Regions from separate parts of the Gossypium hirsutum genome. Here region 1 is linked to region 2. The links are chromatin contacts, called in public Hi-C maps. All regions are on one chromosome and are shown on one strand. Each heading gives the region's core, a stretch centred on a gene start, on an enhancer-like site or on the middle of the called end of the contact. The rest is flanking DNA. Distances are from core to core; before and after follow the strand shown. Region 1 has its middle 13 kb from the start of LOC107941926. Region 2 holds the start of LOC107950415 (GLABRA2 expression modulator).

What was found. Hi-C and Micro-C count contacts between places; a contact is called where the count stands out from the background.
Region 1: a contact with region 2 is called in a Hi-C map of hypocotyl, with 2.7 times the contacts expected there. The contact joins the enhancer-like site here to the promoter of LOC107950415 in region 2. A contact is called at or near these places in 6 of 34 Hi-C or Micro-C datasets (callus, fibers, hypocotyl and 1 more).

Annotation. Positions count from the first base shown.
Region 1 is chrD03:5,621,574-5,625,094 of Gossypium_hirsutum_v2.1, reverse strand. No RefSeq gene overlaps it. Among protein-coding and RNA genes, the nearest start is that of LOC107941926, 13 kb to the right of the region's middle. Within about 2 kb of position 1,509, at least 3 of the 9 cell types and tissues checked have an H3K27ac peak or open chromatin away from gene starts, as enhancers often do. A contact at or near this core is called in hypocotyl and leaf, where this site is marked.
Region 2 is chrD03:5,553,669-5,557,208 of Gossypium_hirsutum_v2.1, reverse strand. It overlaps LOC107950415 (GLABRA2 expression modulator), which reads right to left and starts at 2,016. Exons shown (of 4, transcript XM_016885258.2): 1 at 1,526-2,016; 2 at 1,338-1,439. The coding sequence starts at 1,880.

The DNA.
Region 1 (3,521 bases), core at 260-2,759, 68 kb before region 2:
ATAGTTAGGTGACCAAATAAATTTTTTATCAATAATTGGGTAACCATTTTGTAACTTTTTATAATTGAGTGACCAAAAAAGAAATAATCTAATAGTTGGGTGACTACTAGTGTAGTTTACCCATAAAAATGAGAAAAATATAATATATTACAAATTAAGAAAATGAGTTAGGTCAGACTTGGGCCTTAAATGTTTTCGGTCTATATTTTAAACGAGTCTAAGTTTATTGTTTAATTTAATTTTTCAGACCTTATTTTTTTTATAAAATCTTTCCAAATTTTAAATACACATTTTAAATTAGATAAATAAAACAACCTTTAAACAAGTTTAATTTAGAGATATAAATTAGTTCATGGTTTGTTGTTAGAACCGTTTTAGGCAATGATTATATATAGGCTGGTATAGCAATATTAAATATTTATTTCTATTCCCACCTTACTATTTTATTGGTTTTGAATACAAAACAAATTAATTTTACCATTATATTTCATTGCTACTATTACTTTTAAATTTCACCAAACATCTAAATTGAACTTTGATAAAAACATTTTCAAACGCAAAATATACAGTAAAAATATGTAAATATGTTAAAATTAATAAAATAAAATAATTATTATATCAAAATTTAAATATATAATACTATAAACGTATGTATAACATGAAATAAAAAAAAACATAATAAAAATATTAAAATAGTAAAAGATTTAAATAGAACATGGACTCATCAGGTGGGGTGAGGTAGGTTATGGGTCGAGTTCAATAAAAAATTAGGCCTATTTGTTATGTTTAGATTCGACTCGGCTTGAAAAATGGGCTTAAATTTTTGTTTAAGTTCGACTTGAATAAAAATGCTAAAATCTCGACCCAGCTTGGTCTATCCATATTAATTTTTATACACTTTTAAATATATATATAATGCATCAAAAATACTAATAACATTAAAATAAATGTTTCTCAACAAATTAAAAATAAATTTTTTAAAAAGATGTATACTTAAATAACACTAAGATATGTGCAACTTAACAAGTAAATGCCTCTAAACTAGTAACAAAATTAACAATAAAACAAGAGTTATACAATAACAATAAAATAGTAGCAACATAATTGTGAAATGGTAGCAGAATAGTGAAAAAAAAAGAAAATAGCAACAAAATAATAATAAAAAATTGTAGTTTTAATTTTTTTTATTTTGTATATTCGGGCCGGGGAAAAAGTCTTACTTGAGGCTCTAAACGAGTCTTTTTTTTTTTGCCCAAACCCATTTTTTAGACCTAGATTTTTACCTAAACCCTCTCATTTTTTAGGCAGGCCTTCGGGCCAGGTCAGGTAATCCGGCCCATGGACAAGTCTAGTTCCACATGCTTTTTCTTATTCTAATTTTCTCCTCTAAACCACGGGGGCTAAAACACAATTATATAAAAAAAAATAAGTATGTATATGGTTAGGCCTGGTCTGGGCTTGAATCATTGGTGAGGGTTTAGTGGTTCTCTAGCATATCAAGCACTTCACCTACTTCAAATTAGCTTTGGCAAACTCGACAACAACCTTTTGCATTTTGGGCCATTAGGGCTAGCCCTTATTAAGTTAAGGGATGGGGAACATTCATATATGGACCAATTGATTATATACATGGTGAAGGCAACTGCTAAGTCCTATTATTATAGGAAATTGAAAAAGAGATTCATTTGTAGAATCATAATTTTAAAAAAAATTAATTTTGTTAATAATAAATAATATTTTTTAAATCATAAATATTAATTCTATTTAATAACATTTACATTAAATTGAATCATTTAATAATACAGAAAGTAGTTTGATCGAGTCTTTATAATAAAGACTTATCACATACATTCACCTTGTATATATAGTGAGAGGGGATTTGAGGATAACCCCAAAACATACATCATCTTTATTCAACCAAAATCATTATTCATCACTCACCTTAAAACTTAAGTCATCAAATACTAAATTCATTGTCACTCAAACTGCTTGCTAAGCACCTCAAACAAATTCGATCATCATCACACTTTAAGCTCCACGTTTCCTTAATAAAGAAACCAAAATAACAAAAAAAAATCTATATTCTTTTATAAATTTGAATAATTTTATATTATTTTCTATAACTTTTTTTATAATATTTTTATATTTTTTTATACTTGCTAAATTTTTAGGCTTAATAAAAAATCCTCATAAATAATTAAAAAAACAATTAATTCATTGCATTAGTTACCACATTATCATTTCCACATCAAACACCATATTAGCCCTATATCATCATTTTCTACATCAACTATCACGTCATCACTTAATGGCTCTTCGAAGGTTTTAATAGGAAATTATATTTTAAAGGTTTAATTGAGTACAATTTACAAATTAAAAGGCTTAATTGAATGATTTTTCTATAAAAAAATTAAATGATTTTTTTGACATTTAAACCTTGTTTTTAAAGTTATATAAAAAGACTCTCAAATTTAGATTGAGTAAAGAGAAGGAATATATTTACATAGTACTTCCATAACAACATAATAACTCATCCTAATTCAAAGTGCACATGAACTATACAAGTTAATGAAACAATGAAATGTGATATGTTAATCTTGCGAGATTACATCTCATTATAGGTTTTGATCATATTTGATACTCTAATTATTCATAGCCCCTCCCAACCCACAAATACGAAGATAATGCGCTTCAACGCACTTGAACCCACATCCTCCTATATTGACAATAATATACATGTCAATTGAGTTAAGACTCAATCAACGATACCCAACAAATTTTAATACTTTTATTAAATGGTATTAGGATATGGTAGTTACAAGGTATAACTCTTTGATGAAATATGTGAAAGGAAAATTGGTTGGACTTAGGAATCAAACTCCAACCGACATTGCATCTAAAATAAAACAAGTAATTAATTCATCCAACAACCTTCACTTTCATTGTATGCTACTAATGGTGTCCAATGGAAAGGATCATTTATACGTCAATGCCCAAGATTAGACCACGAAGTCAAAGGACAGAAGACCACCAGACTTTGCCATCTTCTTCAACTTGGATTTGGTCCATTAATTAGCCCAACACAATCAATTACCAGGGGTAGCACGTGTTGCCATTTATTACCTCTTTTTACCAACCGATTAAACTAAAATTTGAGATTAAGATATAACTTTCTTAACTTATAATGACTGAATTGATAATTAATTTGAATAATTAATTAAAGAGAATTCACATATTTTATATAAAGTAAGATTCCAACAAAAAGTTTTGCAAGCTAAATGACAGATATATTACCTATGGCTATTTCACTTAGAAGAAGCCAAAATTTTGTGTTAGGAAAGTCAAAATAAAATTAAAAAGTTTTGAAGGATCAATAGCATAAATTTTGCATCAAAAGACTTAAATTATACATTTTATTTAAATATCAAAAAGCAATTTAATCTTTTCAACCAAGAGGGACAAGGCTTCTATCATTTGGGGTCAAATCTAACTTAATCCAAATCAATTTAAGCCAAATTTAA
Region 2 (3,540 bases), core at 767-3,266:
AGCAAATAAGGAGTTAGAGATGGCCTTCAGTACAAAAGGGATGTGCAATTGTGTTATAGACTGCTCAAGAAACAATGTAAGCATTAAGAAAGTGATGCACAATTTACATGATTGTAGCATGCACTTAAAGAAAGCAATTAGGAGGATGAATAGAGTTCTAATGTTAGAGACAGAAGGTGAGAAGTATAAGGAGAAAAAAAAAAAAAAAAGAGACCCCAAAGTTGGACAAAGTTTAGGAGACATTTATAGTGCAAGAGTTGTCATCAACAAATGTCCACGAGACATCTCAACAAAGAAATAGCAAACATGGTTTGGATAATAACAATTCTATTGATTAGAAGAAACAAGAATATACTTTCAGTTATATTTAATATATGGGTAAGTTTTGAGCATCCCTAAGGATAAATCAGATGATACCCATGACTTAAGAAAACTAAAATGGTTAAACTTTAAATAACTAGCTATATGACTAAATGCAGAATAGAGGAACAACTAGCTTGCTTCTGATCCAAGGTCAACCACATGAGACTAGAAAGCTCTTACTAACCATTGAGAGATATGGGAGCAATAACCACTAAATCTCTGGAAACTAATGCTATGTCATGCCCCCCCTTTTACTGAGCCATTCATAACACTAACTCTATGTTTGGGTAGATGTTTGTACAGAAGGTCCACCAGGTTTTCTCACCCCTGATTACCTCCCTTGGCTAGGGTGTAAATAAGTCGCATTTTGCTTTGTCAAATATTTTATCAGCTCAAGTCTTCTGTTTGATTAAATGCAAGTCTATAACTCAAATCTTAAGCCTGCTTTATAAGAAGTGAACATGCCAATTGAGGAAACTGCAGTACCCTGACCTTAAATCTTACATCAAATTCTATTCTTTCCCAAGTAAATATTTAAGACAAATGCTAACTCCAGCCAACACTTGACAAATCAATACTACATTTCCTAAAAGCATGTTAAAAACAAGAAAAAAGAATGAAGTTTATTACATTCTCTCCCTTTCCTTAATCACAATATCTAAAGTTGTCCAACCATTGCCCAAATGATGCTTCCCTAATATCCTATAGTACTCTTAGAACTAGCCAGCTATACAAAACACGAACCCCACCAAATAGTGTACCCAGATATTAAACCCTAATTCAGTATCTGAGATTTCAGTTTTCAGTAATATCAACCAGCCGAAATGACCAAGCACTCAATATCAATTCTAACCCTAAAAGCGCAATCGCAATCGAATTCATACCATCTACAAATCCAACCAAGAGGGGAAGCACCAAATATTAAAAATAAACTAGAAAGCAATTGAAATTCTAAAAGAAAACAGAAAAAATACAGTGCTGCCACGTGTTCCCGGCCAGATCCTCCGCTTTCCTCGTCGCTTCTGCCACCTTCCTCCCCCATCTCCCTAAGACATCCTTCACTGTGTCCATCTTCTCTGTTTCCAAGTTCAGAAAACAAATAATTTAATAATTAATTTTTTTAAAAAGAATCAAAATAGAAATAAAATGTGTAATGGCTTGCCTTTGAAGGAAGCAGAAGAAGATTCCGTAGGCGGAGCATGAGTAACGTAAGGATTGGATCCGTCAGGAGCTGACATGGTGGAACTGTGATCCACAGCACGCGATTCGCTGATCAATTCCGGACTCCAATGAACTGATTTCCTCGATCCGGATGGTGACTGAACCGGTGATTGCTCGCTTTGAATCTGACTCACTTTCGGATTCTGAGTCTCTTTCTCTTCCTTTTCCTGTGGCTCTGATGTTGGAACCACAACAAAGCCCTCCGCATCCATTGCGGGATCCGAGTCTTTCAGGTTCGGTTCTCGGATCGGAGCTGAGCTGGAGTTGGGTTGCGTTTCCGTCTTCGCTTGTTCCATTGCTCTAGAATGTTCGAGGAAAAGCAGGCCCTGCGTAAAGTGGCGTGAGGGATCGTTTGCTAGAAGTTGAGCAGGAGAGACTGTTATTGAAAGCTTCAAGTGTTAGGGGCTCCACCAACTTTGTCCTAAAATCCAATTAATAGATCTAATTTCATCCAGGAATCTATTTTATCTTTCAATTTTGTTCTTAAGTTAGATATTTGGTTATATTATTATATTAGTTTCTGTACTATCTGTTTGTTTATAATTTCGCCAATTTTTTGTTGCAACTCACAAAAAAATAAATTTTAAAAGCTAAATTGATTTTTTGAAAGTAAAATATTTTTCCATTTTATTAAAATCATTTTTCGAAAACTATTTTTAATAATATAAATATTGTAATTCAAATTTCAAATATTTTAAATATATATTTCTTTATTTTTATAGCAAATTTCTAGGTGTCGACTTTGAAGTTGTTTCTTTTAAATGTCAATAAAAGTTCAATTTTAGAGGTGTTCCATCATTCCTATATATATATATAGGAATAACTTAGATATTTGTGTATTTTTATTTTATTTTATTTGTTTGTTATTTTATTAGAATCTTTTAATGTTTATTTGAGGCTCTCAAAGTTTTAAGTTTTATTATTAAGTTATTATTTAAATTTGTTACCGAATTTATGTTAGGAATAAAAAATATATATAGTGAGTCCTCTTCAGCTTAAGTCCTCATCTTGACAAGCTTATATGGCATTTTACTGTTGTTGGTTAGTATAGTGTTAAGTCAGCCTATATAACAGCGATGAACATGTACCCAAACGTGAATGGATTGGCTAGGGATGGACCTTGGCAACAAGTTTGGCAAGTGCAAGTTCCCCTCGAGTGAAGGAATTCATATGGCGTTGCCTGCACCATTTTCTTCCTGTTAAAATGCGGCTACTTGAGACGTGTATTGCGGTGTCAGCCAAATGTTACCAGGGCCATGGGGATGAGGATGTTGAACATGTTCTGTTGCATTGTTGTAAAGCGCAGGCAGTTCGATGGCCTGCAAATGTCCCTACCGATAATGTTACATGGAATGATTTTTTGTTGGGACTGTTGGCTTTGTCAAACGATGTGGCCATGCGCCGAGGGCTTGTGCTTCTACGGTAAATTAGGTTAGCCTAGAATCTCATTCAATGGCAGCATTGTGAGCTTTCTCCGTCTTGGGTTATCTGAAATGCTGACTGTTTAGTGCAAGATTGGATGGTAGCCAACATGGTTTATACTTCTGCCAGTGATCCGTCAGCCTCGGGTATGGTGGGTGTGGGTTACGTCGGTGTGCAGGAGGGAGATGGCTTAGGTGGTGATACTCGTTCCTTGTTCGTATGGGACAATATGTTGGCAGTCACCTCCTCATGGTTTTATCAAATTCAACGTTGATGCCCAGGGGCGAAGTTAGAAAATTTTTTTAGGGAAGACCGAAATTAAATTATAATTTTTACTACCATAATTTTTAAAGGATTAAATTAAATTTTTATCATTTTTAGGGGGCCAAAGTACAATTCTACCTTTACTAAAAATTTTAAATTGGTCAAAATAAAAAATTGAGTCGAGCCCTCTGCTAGCCCCATTAGATTCGCCCCTGTTGATGCCTTAATTTTGAAGACAAACATGCTATCGAGGTTGGGGGTGGTGTAACA